2 separate regions of the Mus musculus genome follow, and region 2 is linked to region 1. Evidence: chromatin contacts called from public HiChIP or PLAC-seq data. All regions are on one chromosome and are shown on one strand. The core of a region is the stretch at or near the end of the contact, and the rest is flanking DNA. Distances in the headings are between cores, read along the strand shown. Region 1 has its middle 24 kb from the start of Mir8120. Region 2 has its middle 44 kb from the start of Gm35039.

Region 1 (4,957 bases), core at 358-2,857:
TAGTTATGCAGGGAGATCTAGAGCAGGCTACACTTTAGGGACAGAAAATCCTGCTATTTGTCCTCCCAAGTAATGATCATGTGTTCAGCAGCTGGGAAACGCTAAGCCCCTCATTTATTACGATACCAATAACTACCTTGTTGTGTTCCCAGAAAACCACAAAATATTTGGCATGGTTCAGGGCCACCATATTGAATAAATCCCATTGTTCTTTATTGCAATAATTCATTAACTTTAAAAGAGAACACATTACACTAAAGTATTTTCCATGGATTAACAGCAATAGCTAAAAGATTCCACACTCAAGCCGAGCCGTGTCTGATCCATCCAAGTAAATGGGAGCCGCCGGTCTGTAACTGAGAGCCGACTCCACACCAGGCCTGTCAAAGCCTAGAGCCTGAACACTTTATTTGCTGCCTGCCACTTTCTGTTCTAAATTGTGTAAATATTTAAAAGGGTCTGCATTTCTCAAGAACTCTGCATAGTTACAAAGGACATAGCAGACGCTTCACAGATCTTAGTAAATACCAGAATAGATCTTTTGTGTCAAGTTGGATATCTAAAATTTGGAAAATATTTAGAAATTTACAGTTATTCAAAACATTATTTGCTGAAGACTTAAAATATAAATAAATCAAGCTGACTATAAACTTTAACCTTTACAATAAACCTTTTTTAATTTGGACATTTTAAATCTCTACTTTGAAAAAAATCATTTGTACAGAGACTGGGCTGAAGTATATTCATGAAGGGCTTAGTTAGTAGATGAAGAACAAAGAATGTTTGAAAGGGAGGTTTACTCAGCAGAGAAAATAATTTGTTTTTCAATACTGGAGGTTTCTTTTATTTATAAAACATCTATTCAGTGTGTGGGCAAGATGAGACCTTCTTAGATATGCTAATCATTTTTATCTATTAACTAAATCTGGGCCTAAACGGACAGCCCTTGTTACTCATTTTTCTGGTTACTGTATTACTTGAAAATTCTATGACTACATTCTTGAAATGGCCCAGTTACTCCAGACTTGTGGGGTTTCCTGTGTGTTTGTAGTTTGTATTGACAGCTTTCAACTTCTATTGATGTTAAGCTGTTGGAAAACACAATTCACACATTAAAGAAGTCTGGTTGTACACTAGAAAGTTTTCTACAAATTGTGTGATTTTTTTTTTAAACCTTGAGGAGCCTTGGTGTCTTCATTCCTACACTTTAGAAAGTAATTGTGAGTATTTGCTAGGGAAGTCGAGAGGGTGGATAAAGATACAAGCATTTAGAGTTGTTAGATCTGCACTCCTCATATATACTAAAGAACTCACCTCATAAATTACTCACTTCTAACTTCATCTACATCATCTCTGTTTTGCAGACACAAGCTCAGGGAATTAGAAAACTTCCTCCAGATCACACACATAGATGAATGCCCCTTCTGCTTGTAAAGTGACCACGGGCAACACACAACTGCCATGAAAAGTAGTATTAGACTCAGACAGCACAAAGCGAAAGATCATCCCTAGCCGGGGGCTGCAGCTCCCATTTGCCTGTAGGAACAGCCTCACTATTTTGAGCTTGTACACTGTGCAGGGAATATGAGTCATCACCTTTCCCAACACTCCTCCACACTCCGACGTCCTCTGTTATGAATTACGTCCTAGGCGTCTTTATCGAGTTACTCCCTGTGGGTTTTCAGCTATCGTCATTGTCCTTGGGTCACATTTTTCACCCTCCTAAGTTAATTGCTTTCCTAGATCCTTCTATTCTAGCTCAGCAAGTAATGCTGCATCATTTGAAAAAGAGCAAGAAATTGTTTAAATTGTGCATTGGTTTACAAATGTTGCATTTTCCAATTTTATACCACCCCAGGACTCTACAACCTGCTGGGAAGACAGAGACCTGAGTACAGAGCAAATGCCCCCAGAAAACGTTACTTTCATGGACTGTTTTCCCAACAGCAGATTAATGGCAAGGCAGGCATGCTGGTAGTGGAGATAATGAAGGTGGCAGTCATGCAGGTGATGGTTGTGGGGACACTTTAGTGACACAGATAGCATACAAACTCACCCAGTTGTTTGTGCTCCAGCGTGTAGGATTTCATCCTAGTCTCTGGACAGCTCGAGTTTATATTATCATGATTTAAAATTTACTAATATACCATGAGATTCTCAAATAAACAGCATCTCTGTTTTCATCAGGTGGTAGAAGACTTTGTATATTTTGTTTTCCTTTAAAATTTAAAGCATCTATCCCAGTAGGTCTCTTTAACTTTACCATATTTAACATTTAACAAGATCTCAACTTATGACTTCACATGCTCACATTTCTAGATCACAGTGGTCCTGACAAGTGGCCAAGACATTTAGTCGTGGTGTTGGTAGTGGTTGGATTGGTTTTGTTGTTGTTTGTTTTTTAGGGTTTTTTTTTGGGGGGGGGGGGGATGAGAAAGGATCTCATGTGACATCAGGCTTGGCTTGGCCAGGCTCTCCTGACTCTATCTCCTGGGGGCTGGGATCACAGATATGCACCATCACACCCAACGGAAGAATTTTTCTTTCTCTTTCTTTCTTTTTTCTTTCTTTTTTTTTCTTTCTTTCTTTCTTTCTTTCTTTCTTTCTTTCTTTTTTTTTTAAAGATATGCTTGATTCTGACTCCAGAGAATCGGGTTGAAGCTAGAAGTAGAATCAGTAGCCCAGTGGTAGAGCCCTTTGGGGGTCCCAGAGAGACATCCAGGAACTGTGTGTGAAACTGGACAGGATGCAGAGCAGCCTTTCCAATGCTCTTTGATAGCGTGGTCTGTCCAGACAGTTTCTGCCCTCAGGCTCTCTGCAGCCTCCTCCTCGTCCATCTGTAAAACACAGGAATGCACCTCAGAAACCTCTATTTTGTGTGTCTACCCCCAAGGGGCCGGAGGCTGCTTCAGTTCCACACCATAAAATTGCCAGATCCTTTGCTCTAGGTGTGGTTACGAGAGCAAGATGATTATAATCATTGGGCATAATTTGTGTCACCCTACACCCCAGCTTTCCTTACACTGGATTGTCAGTCTGCTTCAAGAAAGAGAAAAAAAGAAAAAAACAAGCAAGCAGAAGTAAAAAAGACGTTTATTGAAGTGGGATCATTCTGTTGGGTTATTTGTGCATCTTAATAAATCACCTGCAGAGCTGCCATTTTGGCAGCATGAGCTGATGTCCTGGTAACATCACCATTTCCTGGATCATCAAAGAATTTCCAGCGTGCCAAACCTGTTGTATTTGTCCCTACTTCCCTCCCAAGTTCATTAGCCTCGCCCACATCTTCTAACCTTTTGCATCTCCAAGGTGCACCATCTAGTACAGGCAGCCATAAGCCCTGGTAGCTACTGACCAGGAAGAGACAGGGGTCTGTCTTCTGCACTGATGTAAAATACACAGTCAGTAGAATTTTCTTTTTCTAGTAGTAGGAATCAAATGCAGGACTCGGTGCACGCAAACACTCCACCACTGAGCTGCATCCCCAGTCTTAAAAATACGTAGCATATTTCCAAAACATCATGTTGAAAACTCAACCCAAATGCACGCAGCTCAGTAATCCTTGATTATTGCTTGTGAATAAGCAAGCATGGTAATATTTGGGGTGTAACAAACTAAATAAAAGATATTAAGCTTGACTTTATCCTTTTGCTTTTTACAGTGTGGCTATCTGGAAGCTTAAGATCATAAATGTGCCTCGAGCTTGTTTACATTATATTTCTCTTCTATGGTGCTGGTCTAAATAGTTTGCATTCCTTTGCACAAGGAGTGTGGCTTGCTGAAGAAAAAAAAATCCGTGGGTAATATTGTCTACAGTTCTTTAATCTATGCACAGGAACACCAAATGGTTTCAAAGGTTCTATCAGGATTTATGCTTTAAAATCTTCTTTTCAAAGAATGACTGGATCCAAAGGGAAGCCAGTTGTGCTGGAATCCATCTGTTCAACCACAGCATTGATAATGGATGACGTGGAATGACTCAGAGCCACGGTAAAGGCAATGGCTCTTTTTTGTTTGTTGGGCTGGTTTTTTTTTTTTTTTTTTTTTTTTGGTTCTTTCCAGACAGGGTTTCTCTGTGTAGCCCTGGCTGTCCTGAAACTCACTTTGTAGACCAGGCTGGCCTCGAACTCAGAAATCTGCCTGCCTCTGGCTCCTGAGTGCTGGAATTAAAGGCCTACACCACCACTGCCTGGCTGGCAATGACTCTTTCTCTTCTCCATATCATTGTTCACTGGACCAAAATCGTATGTGTACTGTATTTAAGACTAGGAAACTTGAGACTACAAAACGTTTGTTTTGTTTGTTTGTTTGTTTTATGAGGTATTTTCTTCATTTACATTTAAAATGCTACCCCAAAAGTCTCCCATAACACCCCCCACTCCCCTACCCACGCACTCCCACTTCTTGGCCCTGGCGTTCCCCTGTACTGGGGCATATAAAGTATACAAGACCAAGGGGCCTCTCTTTCCAGTGATGGCCAACTAGGCCATCTTCTGCTACATATGCAGCTAGAGACACGAGCTCTGGGGGTACTAGTTAGTTCATATTGTTGTTCTACCTATAGGGTTGCAGACCCCTTCAGCTCCTTGAGTACTTTCTCTAGCTCCTCCAGTGGGGGCCCTGTGTTCCATCCAATAGCTGACTGTGAGCATCCACTTCTGTGTTTGCCAGGCACCGGCATAGCCCCACAAGAGACAGCTATATCAGGGTCTATTCAGCAAAATCTTGCTGGCATATGCAATGGTGTCTGCGTTTGGAGGCTGATTATGGGATGGATCCCCAGATATGGCAGTCTCTAGATGGTCCATCCTTTTGTCTCACCTCCAAACTTTGTCTCTGTAACTCCTTCCATGGGTGTTTTGTTCCCAATTCTAAGAAGGGGCAAAGTGTCCACACTTTGGTCTTCGCTCTTCTTGAGTTTCATGTGTTTTGCAAATTGTATCTTGGGTATTCTAAG
Region 2 (4,583 bases), core at 457-2,956, 250 kb before region 1:
TCAGATATAGTCACATTGACAACCAAGACTAGCCACCACTCCATGTGTCCATGGATTCCGGAGCCTCACTGGGGGTTAGGAGCTCAGCCTCATCTCTCCTATAGATTAACCAATGTGGCAAACCTCCCTCCCAGGCTGTTCATCTCTATGATGAAGAGGAAGCAACTTTACAGTTTCAAAACCCCAAGAGATCTGAGTACCAAAAAGAAAAAAAATGCACTTATAACTTATGTGGAAGCAAAATATGTCCTGAAATGAGCACACTTGATACAAAGGTCATTCTTGAATTGACATAGGCTCCCTACATTCTATTTCTGCAACAGAGACATTTAGAGAAATGAACACAGGATGTGGCTGCAGATGCTATAGGGTGTCATGTAGCCAGAGGTATGCACATTCTTTGACTTTTTATCAGATTCCCCCAATTCTGCCATGCCTAACTCACCCCTGGGATTTGAATTAGGGACTGTGGATTTTTCAGCACATGTATTACCACCATGAAGTGTGCAGTTTGAATTCTGCAACGCTGTTTGGATCACAAGAAAGTGAAGAAAGGACAGATATAATGAAACTGGGAGCAGGTGAGGTTCTCTAACAGCTGCAACATGAAACCTCACTGTGTTTGCTAGGTACTGCACAGGGGAGGGGTAAGCTAGTTTTAGGAGGAGGTCTCTGAGGGTGAGCTGTCTCATGTCTCAGGCTATAAACATCCAGGAAGAGGAGGCCTAATTGCTCACACTGGTCAATCATTCCTAAACACTCATTCAGACTTTTTTGTTTGTTTGTTGGTTGGGGTTTTGATGGTATCCAAGAAAGGAACAGTCCCACAGAAGCCGCCTCTGGGCAGCAGTCAGCATCTGCCCTTCCCTTCAGTGCAGTGCAGTTGTGGATACCAAGAAAGGCTGTGGGGAGTCATCTTCCTAGCAGCACGCTATGGAATGCAGGCTGGCAAGGAGTCCCAGTGTTACTTTTTGGGGGAGATTTTCCTCATCCCACCCTCAACCCCTGCTTCTGGCTGAACCTGAAGTAATCTACCCCCATAATGGTCTAAGGCAGTGTGTGGTTCTCAACCTGTGGGTCAAAACCCCTTTGGGGGGATCAAACCGTTTTCACAGGGGTCACCTTAGGACCACCTGCATATCAGATATTAACGTTATGATTCAAAACAGTAGCAAAACTACAGTTACGAAGTAGCAACGATAATAATTTGGTGGTTGGGGCATCACCACACGATGAGGAACTGTATTAAAGAGTCACAGCATTGGGAAGGCTGCAAACCTTTGGTCGAAGGCCTGAGCCTTGAAATAGTGTTTCAAAGGATGGGCAACGGTGGTATGCCAGAGGGGAAACAGAGGTTGAGGTGGTTCTTCTTGTTGCTGACTCTACTCCAAAGCTTCCGATTATGTCACACGAGGTAGGGGCATGCGTCAGACAAGCAATGTAAGGCCTCTGGAGTGGGTGTCTGCTACAGGTGTTCATGTGTGCACACCCGTGGCCCACGCCTGTGCTGGGGTGGCTACCAGCCTCCCGTGCAAAAAAGTTCCAGCAAAACAGCTGGTGAGTGGAACTCTAAGTGGAAGTGATTTTCCTAGCACCATGACAACAAGACACCCTCGGAGCTAATGGCGACACTTCAGTCCTCGTCCTTCTCTGCTGGTTCCTGCTTACACTTCATGTTTCTTAAAATACTTGCCTGGCTGGCAATGTGGTGACTCACCTGTACCATCGCTGCACCAAGCCAAGTGGGAGGCACTTCCTTTTGCAGAGGAGTCGGGAGCCAGCCCAGCACCTGAAGCCTTTCATTCACATACAGTTCCTGTCAAGGGCGGGTGTTCTCATTCTCTGCCAAGGCTGCAATTGCCCAAGAAAGCAAAGCCATATGGATGTGTCAAGCTGCGGTACTTGGACTACACAGAGTTCAGGGAAATTAGGCAGATTTGCCTAGGTATCTCCTTCTCATCTTCAGTCCTGTGTGAGGTACCTGGGCCAAGTGCTGAAATAGGAAATTGCGCATGGAGTCACCATTGCCTGTGGTGCTCTGGGGCATCTCAGAGCCAGTTTTGCTTCTGGAATCCCGTGAATTCTGATGTACTTAAATGACTTAAAATTCTGAACTTGTGTGAATTGGAACTCACCCAATCTGTAATGTTAAAGTAGTAAAAAGAAATATTTGTCAAGAATTTTGCTGTCGACTAAGATTGTGTGTACCTTATATCTGCTTGGGTTCTGCGGGCTACACACTGTGTTCTGTATGCCCGGGAGTCAGTTCAAATCCTTGGTTCACTGATTATTAGCTGGGTGACTTTAGTCAGGTTACTTTGTCTCCTGGAATGTTCATTTCCTTGACTTTTCGAAATAGTGTCCTCCAAATTACATAAATAAAACGAGAGCCCATGACTACGAAAGCACAGTACAGGGGTAGAAATGTCTTGGTGCTTTCTGCAATTCCAGATGACCTGAGTTTTGTTCCCAGCACCCATGTCAGGGAGCTAACAACCACATGCAACTTCTGCTTCAGACTATCAGACAATCTCTTCTGGCTTTTATAAGCAGACAGACAGACAGACAGACAGACAGACAGATAGACATGTTATATAAAAATAAATCTTCTGGAGAAAAAAGAAAGATCCAGGATAGAGCAAGGCCAATGTATACTTGTGCCTTTTCCTGTCTCTGTGGGACTCTCTCTCTCTCTCTCTCTCTCTCTCTCTCTCTCTCTCTCTCTCTCTCTCTTTCTTTTTTTTCCGGGGACAGGGATTATCTGTGTAGCCCTGGCTGTCCTGGAACTCACTCTGTAGACCAGGCTGGCCTCGAACTCAGAAATCCACCTGCCTCTGCCTCCCAAGTGCTGGGATTAAAGGCGTGCGCCACCACCACCCAGCAGGATCTTTCTCATAGTTTGGAATGAGCACTAGTTCTGGCTACCCAGTGTTAACATCAATACATTTGCATATGTTGGTTTGCATACCTTTAGAACATAGTAAATAATTATCCAAGAAATAGATGATCAGGACACATACCCTGAGACCAGTGGTGGTGAAAATCTCAAGGAGAGATTTGGATGTGTCTTAGTTAGGGTTACTATTGCTATGATGAGACACCATTATCAAAATCAACTTAGGAGGAAAGTGTTTGTTTCACTATGGTTTGGTATAACAATTCATCATCAAAAGCAGTGAGGACAGGAACTCCAACAAGGGAGAAACCTGGAGGTAGGAGCTGACGCAGGGGTCATGGAGAGGTGCTGTTTACTAACTTGCTCCTCATGGCTTACTCAGCCTGCTTTCTTATAGAAATCAGGACCACCAGCCCTTGGGATGGCCCCACCCACAATGGTCTAGACACACACCACCCATCACTACTTAAGAAAATGCCTTATAGGCTTGCCTACAGCCTATTTTTTTCTTAGTTGAGGTTTTCCTCTTCTCTGATGACTCTAGCTTGTGTCAAGTAGACATACATTAGCCAGCTCAGATGGTCTTCATAATGTTATAAAATCAAAGACTCTAACTTCCAGAGACCTGTGGGTAGTTTCCTTCTGGAAGATCCGTTGCGATTTTCTGTATTATAAAAAGTTGTTTCTAACTACAGGGTAGACCAGCTGGTAACACACTGGCAGCTATCCACTCATTTTGCTGCAAGGCTCCTTTCTAATGCCCTTCCTCAGAAGCATCCTGCTTCCTCAGATCTGGCTCAAGCTTCTGCCGACTTCTGGGTGTCCAGCACAGAGATCTGGCTGTGTTTCTCTTCAACTTTCAGTGCTTGCTGTTTTCCTTCCTGTTTTTCTACCTGTTTAGGTCTTTTGGTCTACAACATGATGCTGGAACAAGACAGGACTTGAGTCCAGTCACATCCTTCACCCCTCTACCCCACCCTCTGTTTTACCTTTTTGTTTTCTGAGATAGCATTTCTCTGTGTAGCTCTGGGTGTCCCGGAACTCACTCTGTAGACCAGGCTGGCCTTGAACTCAGAGAGATCTGACTGCCTTTGCATTTGCCTTCCGAGTGCTGAGTTCAAAGGTGTGAGTCACTATCACTGGCTGTATTTCATATCTTTCAAATGAATCTGTGTTAGTTGCTTTTCCAGTGTGGTGAAGAGACACTGGGACCAAGGAGAGTTACAGAAGAAAGCATTAATGGGAACTTACAGTTTCAGAGGGTGAGTCCATGCTCATCATGGTTGAGCGCATGACAGCAGGGAGGCACAGGGCTAGAGCAGTGTGACACCACCATCCTGACAAAGCAGAATGGGAATGGATATTTATCAATTACACATCTGATATAAGGTTAGTATCTAAAATATTTAAAGAAGAAAAAGGAGAAGGAGGAAGGAGGAGGGGGAGGAGGAAGGAGGAACGGGAGGAGGAAGGAGGAGGAAGAAGAGGAAGAAGGAGGAGAGAGAAGAAGGAGGGGGGAGGGGAGGGGTGGGGAGGGGAGGGGAAGGAGAAGAACCACTACCACCACCCTAGATATCAAGAAAACAAATAACCCAACTTAAAAATGGGGTACAGACTAAGCAAAGGCTTCTCAAAAGATAAAACACAAATGGATGAGAAACAAAGAAATGCCCAACACCCTTAGTCA

The links. HiChIP or PLAC-seq counts read pairs in DNA pulled down with a chosen protein or histone mark.
Region 2: a CTCF HiChIP or PLAC-seq map of the NIH/3T3 cell line shows a contact between it and region 1, with 7 read pairs. The contact joins two enhancer-like sites. A contact is called at or near these places in 1 of 15 datasets of contacts at CTCF or cohesin (the NIH/3T3 cell line), 1 of 484 Hi-C or Micro-C datasets (embryonic stem cells) and 2 of 115 datasets of contacts at active chromatin or transcription factors (embryonic fibroblasts and pancreatic cancer cells).

The regions. Positions count from the first base shown.
Region 1 is chr3:65,632,796-65,637,752 of GRCm38.p6, reverse strand. No RefSeq gene overlaps it. Among named protein-coding and RNA genes, the nearest start is that of Mir8120, 24 kb to the left of the region's middle. Within about 2 kb of position 1,607, at least 59 of the 459 cell types and tissues checked have an H3K27ac peak or open chromatin away from gene starts, as enhancers often do. A contact at or near this core is called in the NIH/3T3 cell line, embryonic fibroblasts and pancreatic cancer cells, where this site is marked.
Region 2 is chr3:65,881,889-65,886,471 of GRCm38.p6, reverse strand. No RefSeq gene overlaps it. Among named protein-coding and RNA genes, the nearest start is that of Gm35039, 44 kb to the left of the region's middle. Within about 2 kb of position 1,706, at least 56 of the 459 cell types and tissues checked have an H3K27ac peak or open chromatin away from gene starts, as enhancers often do. A contact at or near this core is called in the NIH/3T3 cell line, embryonic fibroblasts and pancreatic cancer cells, where this site is marked.